Linked DNA regions of Mus musculus: regions 1 and 2 are each linked to region 3. Evidence: chromatin contacts called from public promoter capture Hi-C data. All regions are on one chromosome and are shown on one strand. The core of a region is the stretch at or near the end of the contact, and the rest is flanking DNA. Distances in the headings are between cores, read along the strand shown. Region 1 holds the start of Magi3 (membrane associated guanylate kinase, WW and PDZ domain containing 3). Region 2 holds the start of Csde1 (cold shock domain containing E1, RNA binding). Region 3 holds the start of Rbm15 (RNA binding motif protein 15).

Region 1 (4,707 bases), core at 1,568-4,067, 3.1 Mb before region 3:
TGTAGTGCAGCACTGACACCAGTTATTCCCTTTATTTTCACTTAATATTTAAAGCAGGACAGTGTCTTTGGATGACAAGAAGGCAAAATTTTATTAATACAAAATGCTGACTATATTCTGGGGCAGGGAAGATTTTATCAATACAGTTAACTAATACTACTGTATAGCACTTTAAACCCTGAAGTATTTTCTCCAATTTTATGCGAAAGGTATATAACAGATTGGTGTTTATTAAAGAGCCAACCCTCTCATCTATTAAACAAACCACAGTGATTTGGAATATAACAACTTCCTCAACAACTTTATGACTGTTATTCCTTCAGTAATGCCCCAACTGATCAAAACAAAACAGAGCAATGATGCACATATTCTCATTATCTGCTGGCTCATGGGATTTCATCTAAGTCAAAGGTTCTCAACCTCCCTAATGCTGTGACCCTTTAATACAGTTCCTCATGTTGTAGTGACCCCCAAACATAACATTATTTCATTGCTACTTCATAACTGTAATTTTGCTACTGCAATGAACCATAATATAAATATCTGATATGCAAGATAATTGATACACAACCCCCAAAGGGGTTGAGACCCACAGGTTGAGAACCTATGACCTAAGTCCTACCTGGGCTAGTAAATGTATAGTATTTTGAATATTATAAACAGTAACCAACACACCGAATTACAGCCCCAAAAGTGTTCCCTCCACCCTTTACATATAGTTCTAAAAGTTAAGAGTTAAGAATCTTACAATCCTCAAAAACACAGAAAGGGTATTTATAGTTTGACAAAGTTCTAAAGATTAACAGTAAGAAAAACCCATAAACACACAAATCTTAATAGTATCATAGAATAGATTATATGAAAAGTACCTTCATGTAAACTAGTAAGATTATGTCACATACCCACAACACATGGATATTGCATCAAACCATCAGTTGCAATTAGCTCAAGGACTACTTAAGAGGCAGTCCTAAAGTGAGCTGAAGATGAGGAAGAGGGAGATCGAGGGAGGGAGGAGGAAGAAGTGGGGGGAGGGAAGAGGAGGAGAGGGAGAGAGAACGTGTTAAAATTTCTAGAAATTTCTAGCATTTTGTAGTGAACGGGGAAGACCAAAATCTAGCCCAAGTCAGTTTGGCAGCCCCATATGTTCAGATGTACCGTATCTACGTTCAGCAGAAACAATTTGATTTCTAGTAACAATGATTAATCACGATGCCCATGTCTACAACCACCTCAGAAGCCAGAACCATATTTTACCAATACCGAAAGGTCCAACAGTGTTTTCTCTTACAAATTCGTAAGAAAACTTACTACATACTACCAGACCAGACTGCGCAGTCTGATCAATGCTTTCCAGCTAGGGAGTATGCCATAAGCGTAACATGCTTTGCAGCACATTTTACGAGCATCAAAGACACCAGGGCACCAAGGGGTTCTTTTTTTTACCCTGCGCTTCAACAAATACTGTAGATTTGAAAGCTTTACAAAGGCATTTGCTCGGCTGGGCACCTGGGTCCTCCTTCCAAATCCAGACGACACAACAGCTCCACTGCCTCATACCACACACTGTACCTCACTGGGACTCAGACACCTGAGCCACCTAGACCCACAGAGTGGGACTGTCAGCTCCCAGACGTCTGCGGTCGTGCACGACGCACTGGGCCAGCTGAGCCCTCCCAGGAGCTTTCAGTGGTAACCTCGGCCCTCGATCCGGCGCCGAGTCTCCATAGTAAAGCCCTTTCTCCCCGTTAGAAGACGCAAATACGTTCCAAAGAAAAGATTATCATCATAGGACTGTTTCCACAAAGGGGAGAAGAAAAGAGATGGCTCTTCTCTAGGCAAATAAAAATAAAAATAAAAACTCTTGATGCGGTGGGAGACCGAGCTGGATTAGGAAAGCCAGCTCCTAGTGCCAATTCCCTGACAGCCTACACAGCTGTCGGTTCACCCGAGCTCAGTTTTACTAGCCGCAAAATGGGAAACCCCGGCGCCGCCCCCTCCCCCCTCCTCCCCGGGGAGTCGGACCAGGACCCGGGTCCCCAAGGCGACCACACACCTGGCTTCACCGTCTTCAGACGGATGGGCTCGCGGAAGTGGCGGATGACAGCCAGAGTGTCCCGGTTGGTGAGCCCACTGACCGGCGTCCCGTTCACCTCCAACAGCACATCGCCCGGACTGGGCGCCTTGCCCGAGACCACGCAGCAGGTGCCTCCGCCGCCGCCAGCCTCGTCGCGGAGCCGCCCCAGGTAAGGGAACTCGCCGCGCTCGGCGCCGCCGCGGATCTCGGCGCCCAAGTCGCCCGGGGGCCCGGCCCAGGATACCGCACACTCCTGCACCTTGCTGAGCCAGTGCTTCTTCTTCTTCAACGTCTTCGACATCCCGACCTCCGCTGCACCATGGGGAGCCCCCGCGCGGGCGGCCGCGGTGCCGCTCCGGGCCCCGCGCACAGCCCGGCCAGAGGGGCGCCGCCGTCGACCCCCCGCCTCAGCCCGCCGGCCGCGCGCCGCCGCGAGCCGCCCCTCTCGCGGGCCGCTGAGGAGAGCCGGAGGGAGCGCGCGCCCCGCGGGCGGCGCCGGCGGGGTCTCCGGGCGGGGTCAGCGCCGACGGCCGGGACTCGGCGCCCGCGCGGCGGGAAAGGCTGAGGCAAAGGGGCGGGAGCTGAGGGAGCGGCTGGAACCGAGGCTCGTATCGGTACGCGCGCACCGAGCTTAGTCGCTCGCTGGAGCGCGGCTGCTGCGGAGCCGGAGCGCCGAGACCAACGCCTGCCCCAGCTGCCAGGAAACTGGCGCTTTCAAACCCGCCGCAACCTCCTCCCCGCTCGGCCCCTCCCCCGCCCTCGCCGGCCCGGCCCCGCCCCCTCCCGCAGCGCAGCGCCCGGCGCGTTGCCGTCACCAGCTCTGCTCCGGAGGACCCGCCCAGTTCTCGGCTCCGCACCGTGGATTGGGTTCTGGCAGCTGGGGGCGGCCCTCGGCGGGCATGCTGATTTCTGATTGGGTGGTCTAAGTAGAGGAGGCGGGCACTAGAATGACTGAAGTTTAGAGAGGGAGGAAAAAAGAAGTTTAGAGTGTGAGGGAGGGAGAAGGGGGAGGGAAAAGAGAGGGTTGGTCTGGGAGCGGGCACAGGTCGCCTAGAGGGGAGAGGCCCTCCAGCCAGGGGCTGGAGCCAAGGGAAACTCAAACACTGAAAGGACCCTGGTCCCCAAGGTGGGGCGTGCCCAGCTGGGCAGGGGGCGGGGCCTCGGAGCTGGAGCCCGAAGGCGATCCTGGGAGTGCTTTGCCTGGATCCTGGGAGTCCAGTGCCCAGCTACTCCGAACGGTGGAGCCACTAAATGGGCCTGTTAAGGCTGAAACGGATTCTACGGGTTTGAATTTGTTAATTCGTTCAATGAATGTTCTTAAATGATCCATTGGCGAAATCCTGTTAATTGAGGGTAAAATACAGTCCAGTGCTCGAATGCTGTGTGATCTCGGGCAAGTTAGACAGCCTGTCGGAAACAAGCTGAGAGTGAAGATCATTAATTACACTAGCTACTGAACTCCAAGAATGAAGAAAACAGTGATCCTGCTCTCGAGGAGACTGCAGCTTAGCGAGAGAGACTGACTAGAAGATCATTTGAGGAAAGCGGGAAGGAGATGGATTAAAAAACAACCTGGTGCCTGCGGAGCTAAGTCCTGACACTGGTGGCTTGACCTTGACCAGATCTCTGCTTCGCGTCTGCTTGTTTGTAAGAAGGTGGAAGAAGTGACTCAGAACAAGGGAGACCTCAGATCTCTCCCAGCTCTAATTTTTCAGAAACACTTAAGCTTTTTTTCTTCCTTCATTGAACGCGTGCTTTCTCGTCTTTGGAATGCCCTCTGTTCGTAAATGTTTCACCTCATCCAAATAGTCGTCCAGTATTTCTTGGAAAGTGTTTTCTCTGAACTGGGGCACTTGTCTCACTTTTGTGACAGGGCATGTCTTCTGACTCCCTTTAATGATAGCCCTTATTTTAAACTCCGAGGAGCTCTACAAACTAGATCAAGCTTCAGACAGCTACAGTGATTTCCTTCACACCATTGAACTGGGGAAATAAAAACACTAAATGTGGGCTGGACTCAAGAAACAATAAGGGAAGTGGAGCCCTGGAGCTGCAGGCTTGGGACCTGCCAGGCAGAGACAGGACCTTTATCTACACCCTGATGGAGAGATTGCCAGACTGTAACCTTCAGTCCTTGATTGTCTGCTGAGCAGTCACCCAAGAGAGAAACTACATTTCTTTAATACCACCCTCCATCCTGCTGAGGCTCCCTCTGGCCAAGTGGATTGGAAGCCAGATGGCCTTCACACTTATGATGGGGGTAGAGAAAGCCCAGCGTCTGGAACCCAATGGAGTAAATACTTTTCACAGGCATCATGTGGATCATTCAAATAGACCAACATCTGAAATTTAAAAAAAAATTTAACTTGTTTTATGGACAACTAGTTAATACTAATAAATTCCTGAATGAATACTCGATTGCCTTCACATCTTCTATTTTTGCTGAGACTGAAACACAATGCTCTGCCTAAACTGTATCTGTTTAGAATGGCTCTGGCAACAAGGAACAAAACATCTGACAAATAATAGCTTAGAGCACACTGTCATTTATTACATCTTTAACATAAAGTTTAAGTGTGGTAGTTTGAGGACTAGTTGGACAGTCTATTATCAAGGTCCGGAGCTCTTTG
Region 2 (5,125 bases), core at 1,363-3,862, 4.3 Mb before region 3:
TGTCTTTCTGTGTCTCTCTCTGTCTCTCTGTCTCTCTGTCTCTGTCTCTCTCTCTCTCTCTGTTATTTTTTGAGACAGGGTTTCTCTGTGTAGCCCTGGCTGTCCTGGAACTCACTCTGTAATAGACCAGGCTGTCCTTGAACTCAGAGATCCGCCTGCTTCTGACTCCCAAGTGCTGGGATTAAAGGCTTGCACCACCACTCCCGGCTGGAAAACAGATTTTTATTTGATACATAGTATATGGGAGCTACATACAAAAAGATAGTTGATGCTTGCATCCTATCTTTATTGCTCCTCCCATGTAAATATTATATACTATCTAACAATACACAAAGCCTCTCTGGGGCTTCAGAGAGGGAGTGGTGGCAACATATACCACAAATAACACAAGAGAACTAAACAGTAGTAATCCACGGTTATGTTTTAGGATTGTCTTGGTAGAACAGGAACAGGAGTGTGATCCCAGCACTTGAGAAGCTGAGGCAGGAGGTTTATGACACACTCCACACAAGTCTGGGCTACTCTTAGAGATCCTGTCAAAAAAAAGAAGGAAGAAAGGAAGGGAGAGAGTGGGAGTTGGAGGGGGAGAGAGTGGGAGTTGGAGGGGGAAGAGCAGTGTATTACCTAGGTGAAGATTCCCAAACTCAAGGCCTCGGAATCTCTGTACAGACAAGTGTCACTCGTCAATCCCTGTGCTCCATCCTGTGGGAAGATCGGTCTTGGGTTGATAAAGGAAGCTAAGAGAGAAAAGGGAGCAGGGAAGGGTAGGGTCGCCCTTTAGGATTAGGATCTGGGAGGCAAAGCCGGTTAGATCTCTGTGGTTTCTAAACTACCATAGTCTACATGGGAAGTTCCAGCTCCAACAAGGCCAGACCTTCTAATAGTGCAACTCCCTAAGAGTTTAGGGGGAACCACTCTCTTTCAAACTACCACATCCCAGTTCCTGGCCCCCAAAGGCTTGCAGCCATATGATAATGCAGAAATGCATTCAGTCCAATTTCAAAAGTCCCCATACTTGGCCAGGAGTGATGGTATACGAAAGTAAGTGGATTTCTGTGAATTGAAGGTCAGCCTTGTCTACAAAGTGAGTTCCAGGACAGCCAGGGCTGTTACACAGAGAAACTCTGTCTGGAAAAATAAAAGTCCCCCTAGTATTTAACTGTCTCAACTTAGTTCAAAGTCTTTTCTGAGATTTGTGCAATCTCTTAACTGTAATCTGCAAAGCAAGACTGAGAACCAGTTTGCAAACTCCAAACTTCATCTCCATGTCTGACGTCAAAGGGCTCTTCAGATCTTAACTCCTTTCAGCTTTGCAGGTATCTCATGGCTCTGGCTTTTCCAATACTGGGGTCTCCAATACACACACACACACACACACACACACACACAGAGTGGGGGGACAATATTCATATTTGTTGCTTATTTTATTTTATTACATGTAATTTGTTCCCCTGAAAGCCCTACCTATGTCTACAGAGGTCTGCAGTTTCTCTGAATAACCAACTGAAAGTATGGGTAAGAAGTACACTTGGCAGGTTGTGGTGGCACGCCCCTTTAATGCCAGGCCAGGAGAAGGGGGGGGGGTATCTCATGAGTTCTAGGCCAGCTAGATCTACACAGCAAGTTCTGGGTGAGTCCCTGTCTCTCCCCCGCAAGGAAAGTACACCAGGATGAGAATGTTCTCCTCTCCCACAGAAGCAGGAAATAGATGGGAGTGTCCTCAGGGAGCTACCCTTTACCCAAAATGGTTAAGAGGACCACTGAAGTTGGGCATGGTTGTCCACACTTTTAATCCCACTAGGCTGAAGCAGGCAGATTTCCCAGAGTTCCAGGGCAGCATGTGCTACATGTGAGACCCTGTCTCAAAAAACAAACAAAAATAAAAAACCAACAAGATAGTAAAAGTAAAGTAATTGTTTTCTAGATTATTGACAGGGCAGCCTAAATAACTTTGCAATGGTTAGATCTAACCATTCCACTCCTCTACTCCAGTCAGGTGAATTATGCTTTTAGCCTGCTTTCAGCCTTTTAAATACTTATTCAGACTGACACACTACAAAAATCTTCTGGTAACTGAAACGGACAGTTAAAGTGGTTTGGGGAATTTTAGATTTTATTGATAATACAGCCTCGCTTATTTTTGTCTGTCGCAAGCAATGTAGTTTCTGGAAGACAAAAGCTTTACAAATTACTTTGTTAAAAACTTTTCTCTAAAGCAATGAAATCCCTTCTAATGTAGGAGACAGGAGAAAGCCTGTCCCGTGACTAAAGAGAAACTGCGATTTGGACTCCTGGATTATGGCTGAGGAAAGTGAAATCTTTTTATTCACGACACTCCCGGATCTGCCCTCAGAACTGTTCCTACTTCATAAGGCCTTCCTACTCAAGCCTCGTCGCTGAAAGCTTTCGGGCTCGCGAACACCGGGTGAACGCCTAAATTCACCCTTCGCCCCGCCCCCAGCGTCGCAGCAGAGTCACTAAACGCAGAGATTGCTTCTGGCACTACCCAGGGGCGAACGTAGAGAAGAAGAGTCACCGGCTTGCGTGTGGCTAAACGCAGGTCAGCGGCTGGCGTCACTCAGCCCTCGCGCGCAAGCGTACTAAGAGCACGCTCCCCCCACCTTCCCGTGCACGCGCTCGGAGCCTGCAACTCTCGCGAGAGAAGCGAGATTTATTCCTACGTACCGGGCCGTGCTGCTTATGGCGGCGCTGGAGAGGGGGCGCTGAGCTGTTGGGGTGAGTACGACCTCAGTGTTAAAGTGGGGGTAGCAACGAGCCAGGTTAAAGACAGCTGAGGAGACTCAGGTTAACGGGAGGGACCTCTGAGTGTCAGAGTGGGCACTCCTAGAATTCCGGATGGAGGAGAGTTCAGTGTGAGTTCCTACTCCAGGCGTCCCTTTTTCACCCTGGCTTCAACCGTCTCGGCCTCAGGGCCGGCCGCGAAGCCTTAGTGAGGAGGTGAGGCCAGGGGGTGCGGGTAGCGGCGGTGTCGGTGTCGGTGTCGGTGACTGAAGTGGGGGGAGGGAGCGAAAATGGAAACTCCGACCGCAGCCAAGATGGAGGCAGAGGGTGCGGGGCTCGGGCGCGAAGGCTGCCGGGAGCTGTAGTCCGTCCTCTTCCCCCTCTGCGGCTTGGCGGGGGAAAGGGAACTACAAGTCCCGGCGGGAGGGGTGAGGGGGTGGTGGCGCGGTCCTTTGTGTGCAGCTGGAAGAGGCCGGGGAGAAGGGCCTGTTCTTTTTTTCGGGACCTTGTCTGTCTTGGCCGTCACTGGCTTTGGGGATACTACTACGACTACCAGAGCGCAGTGCGGCAGTGGCGCCTTCTTTGTGTGTGGGTTGAGACCCTGTTCCATCTAGGGAAAGTGCTGCGGGACACCTCTGTTCCCTCAGCCACATCTGACCCTAGCGCGGCGGAATTGACACCTTTACTCACATTCTCTTGTGGCTGGGTCTCCACACCTAACTGTCCTTTGGCATTTGAAAAAGGAGTCGGGCCCCGTTCTAGGCACGTGTCTCCCACCTTTCTGTCTGGGGTAAATGGCATGCGTTAGGAGAGTTCCGTGATGCCCTCCCTCCGTGGTGCAAGCGCTGGCCTACATTGTGCAATGAATGGCTTGGCTTTGTCATGTATCTATCTAGTGTGAGAGCCCCAGTCGGAGAGCAAATTAAATTGGAAGATTTGACCGTCGAACGTTTCAACCATACCCAATCTTAGTGCCCCGGTTCTTTTGCTTTAAAGAGTTAACCTTAGAAACACCTTTGTGGCTGGTCTCCAACCTGACTCACAGGTGAGCAGGGAGTACTCCTTAACACTTTCCACTGCAGAAAACATTCTGAACATTATTAAACCACTTAGTTTCCTTGTTCTGCAACTAAAATGAGCAAAAAGATAGTGCTGTTTAAGCAGTTGAGGAGGACGGGCAGAAAGGAACTAAGGATGTTTAAAGATTGTAGTTGAGTTTGGACATTATGTTAGGCTGATGTGAACTTCTAGTTCACAAAACTGCCAAGTTTGTTTTTCTTTTGTTTATTGGTTATAGCCTTAAACTGTGCAACCTAGGTTAGCCTTGAAATGGCTGGCTGTCTAGACTGCTTGCTTGCTCTAACCTACTTTTTAAAAAAATAAGTTCCAAATTATAGGGCATTAATTCAAGCTACCAAAATGCTCAGTCTGCCCTCCCCACCCCCTTTCTTTTCCTTTCCTTTTCTTTTTTTGAGATAGGGTCTTACTGTGTAGCCTTGTCTGGCCTCGAACTCCGTGGACCAGGCTGTCCTTGAAGTTACAGAGATCTGCTTGTCCCTGCCTCCCAAGTGCAGGATTAAAGGCATGTACTACTGCCATGCCTGTCGATCATCTTGATTTTTAGGTACTAGAAGGCAAACTCATTACTAAATTGACAGGCGATATAATTATTAATGTGGATAAGAAGCAGATTGTGTACATAAACAGCCACGAATATGTAAGTTATAAAATCTAGGCAGTAGTTACCTGTCCCTTCTTTAGTCCCATCACTACAGACCTAGCACTTCTGAGGCAGAGGCAGGCAGATCTCTGAGTTTAAGGCCAACTTAATCTGCAGAGCAAGTTCTAGGACAACCAGGGCCACATTGAGAAACCTTGTATCAAAATATTAAAAACCAAAAAGAACCTTGGATCTAATACTTGTCCTTGTTTCTTTTCCTCTTAGAACTGGAATGTAAAGAGCTGGTAGTAGTTTGGTTTTGCAGCTGCTCTGATGTTTACCATCACCATGAGTATTTATAGCAGCTGAGTGGAAAAGCAGAGTATTTGAAGCACAGACGATAGGTTTTCTTTTTTCATAAAAATAAGTTCTGACTTAAGTGTGACCTTTATAGGAATGATTGGAAGTTGTGGTAAGTTTCCAGCTAATGAAAACTATGAACTGCTTTCTTTTTCTTTCACACCCTCCCTTCAGTCATTCCATTTTTATGTAATGTAAACCTTAGTGGGTTTTTTGTTTGTTTGTTTGTTTGTTTGTTTGTTTTTCTTTCTTTCGTTTTTTGAGACAGGGTTTCTCTGTATAGCCCTGGCTGTCCTGGAACTCACTCTGTAGACCAGGCTGGCCTCGAACTCAGAAATCCGCCTGCCTCTGCCTCCGGAGTGC
Region 3 (4,499 bases), core at 1,946-4,445:
AAAAAATCAACTAAACTAATTGAAAGAAATTTTCATCTGATGCTATATCCCATTACACATCACAAAACAAGGAACCATGTCAAGTAGTAAATACAAGTTACACATGGACTTTAGGACGCACCACGGACAATGATCATGACCAGGTAATCTTCTTCAGATTTGGCCAGTGCCTTGGCAGGGGAATCCAGGAACTGCTGAGAGAACTCACAAGGTGGGAAGGCATGAAGAACCCCGGTGTTTTCCTTGTCTTTATTGCCTCCCACAGGGAGGCTGATCACCCCAGCTGCCTGCTTTTGCTTTAAATAGGACACAAGGTTCCTAAGTGGCCTCTGAGTAGAGGCGGCAGTGTCTGATGTGGCTGAGGAAGAGGAAGATCGGCTGTCAGAACTTCCAGGTACAGCCAGGAGAATGGCATAACCATTAGGCCCTGCCACTTTGATGCGTCGAGTTACTTCATCCAACTTGGGTTGGTCCAAACGGAGCCGCTGAGTGATCTTGAGTTGGGCCACTTTGCCTCCAGTTGAGCCCTCCACAAGTAGACTGCTAGCAACTTGGAGGTCACCCTGCAACAGATGCATGTTGGAAGGGAAGTTGCTGTTCTTCAGTAGAAGCATGCCCTGCCAAGCCAAACAGAGTTTGGGAGAGGATGCTGCCACAGGAGCTGTCCCTCCATCCTGTTTCTGGGAAGGTGGCTTCTGCTTTGATGAAGAAGTGCTGGCACTGGGTGCATTGCCATCAGATCGGTCTTCCTTTTTCAGAGGGTTTTTTCCCTCTGTGGGAGCAGCTGTCCGATGCTTCCTATCCCGTTCAGCTGATGCAGAGTTTTTACGGTCTCGCTTGTCGCTCTGGCTCTTCTCCAAACTGCCCCGTCTATCTCTGACTGGGGAAGACCTTTCCAAGAGGAGAAGACGAGATGATCGATCATTGTCACTGTTGTAGCGATCTCTGTTACTGCTCAGTTCTGGACTTCGGTCAGGAGAAGGAGTGCAGTGACGCTGTTTTCGAGGCCGTTCACTCTCAGGTGATCTATCAAGATGCCGTCCTCCACTTTCCTCAGGCAGCCTTCGCTTCCTTGGCTGGTCCCTGCTGCTGGGCAAGTCCCGATCACCTCTGTCCCTGTCCAGTGACCAGCCATCCCTCCTTCGATCCAAGCTATCTAGTGGCTCATAAGCAGTGACAGCACTAGTTGCAGCCCGAGCACTGCGTTCTCGAACCGGTGGTGGGGGTGGCACCCAGTCAGAATCAGTATAAAGGTCCCTATCACGATCTCTGTATAGTAAGGGTGGTGTCCTGTCCCGAGCACTCCTCAAAGGGTCAGGTGCTCTATGTCCAAAAGTATCCGTCACTAGTTCATAGTGGGTCAAGGGCAGAGGCTGAAGATATTGCTGCTGGTAACGATGTTCTGTGTCTGCAAAGTCTACCCTGAGGCGACGATCTGGGCCACCAAGTGGGAATCCACGCATATGGGTCCAGGCAGCATGAGCTGCATCCAAACTTTCATACTGTATATATGCCCAACTGTCACCTTTACGGTAGTCTATGGTTCGAATGGTGCCAAATCGGTCAAATTCTCGTGCCAGGGCAGCAAGAGGCACCCAGGGTCCCAGACCACCCACCCAAAGTCGGGTAGTGGGTGTGGCTTTACCATAACCAATCTTGATTGGATTCCGAATTATAATTTTGCCAGACATTGCAAGTTTGGCCCTGTGAGACATGTCTAGATTCTCAAATTTGAGAAAGCCATAGGTACTGGTCTGGCCTCGAGAAGGCCTCTTAATGTCCACTTCTGTGATGACTCCAAAACGATCAAAAGCCCTTCTGAGATCATTTTCCGTCACAGTGATATCTAAGTTGCCCAAGAAAAGTGTCCGGTTGGCACGCTGATCGTCCTCAGGTGATATCTCATCCACTTCTCGGAAAGGAGCCGCACCTGCTCCAGCTCCCACCCTCGGCTCCAGGCTGTAGGCCGGGCGCACCCGGTCATAGAACGGATAGTCTCGTTCTCTTTCCAGCTCTCGGGGCAATGGTGGCGGGGGTGGAGGAGGCAGGCGGCCCAGGGCCAACTGCTGCAACCGGTAGTCTCTGTATCCCAGAGCAGCACCTCCAGGGGAAAGCGACCTCTGACCTCCCCCTCCTCCAGGGGCGTGCCGGTGGCTACCGACTGAGGTCCCGACCACGCTGGATGACGGGGCGTAAGCATCTTTGTCTAACGGGGAGCGGCTGCGGCGCCGGCTCACGTACACGGCTTCTATCTTCAGAGGCCGGTCATAGAGCACCAGGCGGCCTCTGGCATGCTTGGCCGCCCTCGCGTCCTCTGGCCTCCGGAAGTTCACAAAGGCTACCCGCTCATCCCCGCTGCCAGAACCTGAGAGGTGACTGATTTTGACACTTACATCACCGAAGCGTTTGAACTCGTGAAACAGCCCGTCCTCCACCGCCTCGTCGCTCAGCTGGGACCCCAGCTCGCTGATCTTCAGGGTCTTGTACTCCACGCCGTCCCCGCCGCCGGGCGCGGAGGAGGCGGCCCCGGAGGAACGTGACTCCCCGCCTCCACCCCGGGAGCTGCTGCGCGACTCGCCCCCGCCTGAGGAATTTTTGGTGCTCGGGGAGCTGTAACTGTGCAAGCGGCTACTGGAGCTGCCCCCGCCGGTCTCGTACTCGCGGCTGCCGCCCCGGCTGCTGGACTTGTCCAGATGAAGGCTCCGCCGCGACCCGCCGCTGTCCGTCTTCCCGCTGCTGCTCCCATTGCTGCCGCCGGAGCCCCCTAACTTCTTGCTCCGCTCCCCACGAGAACTGGAGTCCTCACCGCCACGGGAGCGCTTGGGCTTGACCGGCGAGCGCTCCTTTCCTTTCATTGTTGAGGGTCGCCGGAGGTCGTCTCTGCGGAGCTGACTAACCCGCCACCCCGCGCTCGTTTCACACAGCGGACTCGCACGCCGCCATCTTGGACTCCGCCGCGGCAAAGGCTCCCGCCCCGCAGACCTCATTGGTCAATTAATTCACTCTTCAGCCTTCTCATTGGAAAAACTATTTGTCCGTCTTTACATCTCCCCGCGCTCCGGGAAGGCGCCCGCCCCGACGCTGTTATTGGGTTCCCAACGCCCTAATCCCAGTACCTCATTGGTTATATTCGTTGTCTATCTTAACGGTTCCTCGCGCCAGGCTGTAGCTCCGCCCCTCGCACTTCATGGTCACCTGACCCAAAGCCTAGAAGCGTTGATTGGACAAAAACTCTGCCCTGTAACGGTACTTCTAGCACGGCGAACGCAGCGATCCCACCTTCTCTTCCCTTTCATTGGTTTGTGGCCACGTCTTTTAAATCACTATCGGGAAGTCTGGACATCAGTTCAGGCGTTTTTTCCTGAGAATTTGGCTCTCTCCGATCTCGCGAGAGACAAAGAGCTCGCTCGCTCACTCGCTCACTCGCTCGCTCTCTTTCGACCCCAGTCTTCCAACTTCTCCGGCGGCTGAAGAAAGTTTAAATCTGATTGGATGTTGACGAGGAACATGATTGGATAAAAGCGCTGTCCATCACTCACTTAAAGGAGTAGGCCCATAAACTGAGGCGTCTGAAGGTGAAAGACTAAGACCACGCGCTTGCTGTGCGACGTCACTTTGCTGTCGCGAGATGGTGACAGTGAGTCAGGCCCGCCTCCCCGCGCTTTCGGCGTTCTCTTAAACATTTGTTAGGTCCTTACGGCGTACTTGCCTGTGCTTCGGTCCTTCGAGTCTGGAACTTGCGGGCTCCTCACTGTCCTGTCTGGGCGGGACAATGGGCTCGGTGGTCCTTCCGGCTGCTGGCCCTCACTCGATCCGCCTAGGCAGCTGTCCCGGACAGTCCAGCCGACACCATCTTAGTTAGCTGCCTGAAAAAGCCCCACCCCCGTGCGCGAGAAAACGCCTGCCCCGGTCTGTGCGGCCCGCTGGGGCGGTGAGTTCAGGGTTCACAGAGCCTCGGGTCACGCTGACGCCCTGGGCGGTACCGAGTCACTGCCCGCCCGCGGACACAGGGAACAGCGCCGCGGAGCCCTGGCCAGTCTCAGTGGCCGCCTTAGGGCCCGCAGTGTCCTGCAAGCCCACTTACTGGTCCGACCTGCAGGACCACTTGCAGATTTTTGCTTCCTGCTTTATGTTGTGAATCCCTGTAAGGTTTGCATTTATAAAAGATGTGTGAGACATAATATAGCTGTGCTTTGCTTTAATGTGTCACACTTCTCACTGTGCGGACACTACATTTATCTCGTTTCTAGGACTCCAGCACTCCGATTAATCCATAGTAGGACCCAGTAACATGGCCACCTTGCTCCCTCCTATATCCACTTCCTTTGACTCCTTTAACCGTGATTCCCGTCTAAACGCCTCCCGTCTCCCACCTCTGCGACCCCATGCACCTGAATCTCTTAAGCTTATGTAATACTGGTGATCATGAGATTAGATGCGTAGTCTATCCCACTAGCGTTTACCTCCTGGTGAGAGGAAATAGGCTTTTTGCAGTCTTC

What was found. Promoter capture Hi-C pulls out the DNA fragments that hold promoters and counts their contacts.
Region 1: a promoter capture Hi-C map of liver shows a contact between it and region 3, with 4 times the contacts expected there. The contact joins the promoter of Magi3 here to the promoter of Rbm15 in region 3. A contact is called at or near these places in 2 of 39 promoter capture datasets (liver and pre-B cells).
Region 2: a promoter capture Hi-C map of pre-B cells shows a contact between it and region 3, with 4 times the contacts expected there. The contact joins the promoter of Csde1 here to the promoter of Rbm15 in region 3. A contact is called at or near these places in 1 of 39 promoter capture datasets (pre-B cells) and 1 of 484 Hi-C or Micro-C datasets (muscle stem cells).

What each region holds. Positions count from the first base shown.
Region 1 is chr3:104,217,589-104,222,295 of GRCm38.p6, forward strand. Magi3 (membrane associated guanylate kinase, WW and PDZ domain containing 3) reads right to left here and starts at 2,818. Exons shown (of 21, transcript NM_001159354.1): 1 at 2,057-2,818. The coding sequence starts at 2,378.
Region 2 is chr3:103,017,934-103,023,058 of GRCm38.p6, forward strand. It overlaps Csde1 (cold shock domain containing E1, RNA binding), which reads left to right and starts at 2,613. Exons shown (of 19, transcript NM_001161854.2): 1 at 2,613-2,736.
Region 3 is chr3:107,330,094-107,334,592 of GRCm38.p6, forward strand. Rbm15 (RNA binding motif protein 15) reads right to left here and starts at 3,196. Exons shown (of 2, transcript NM_001045807.1): 1 at 122-3,196. The coding sequence starts at 2,987.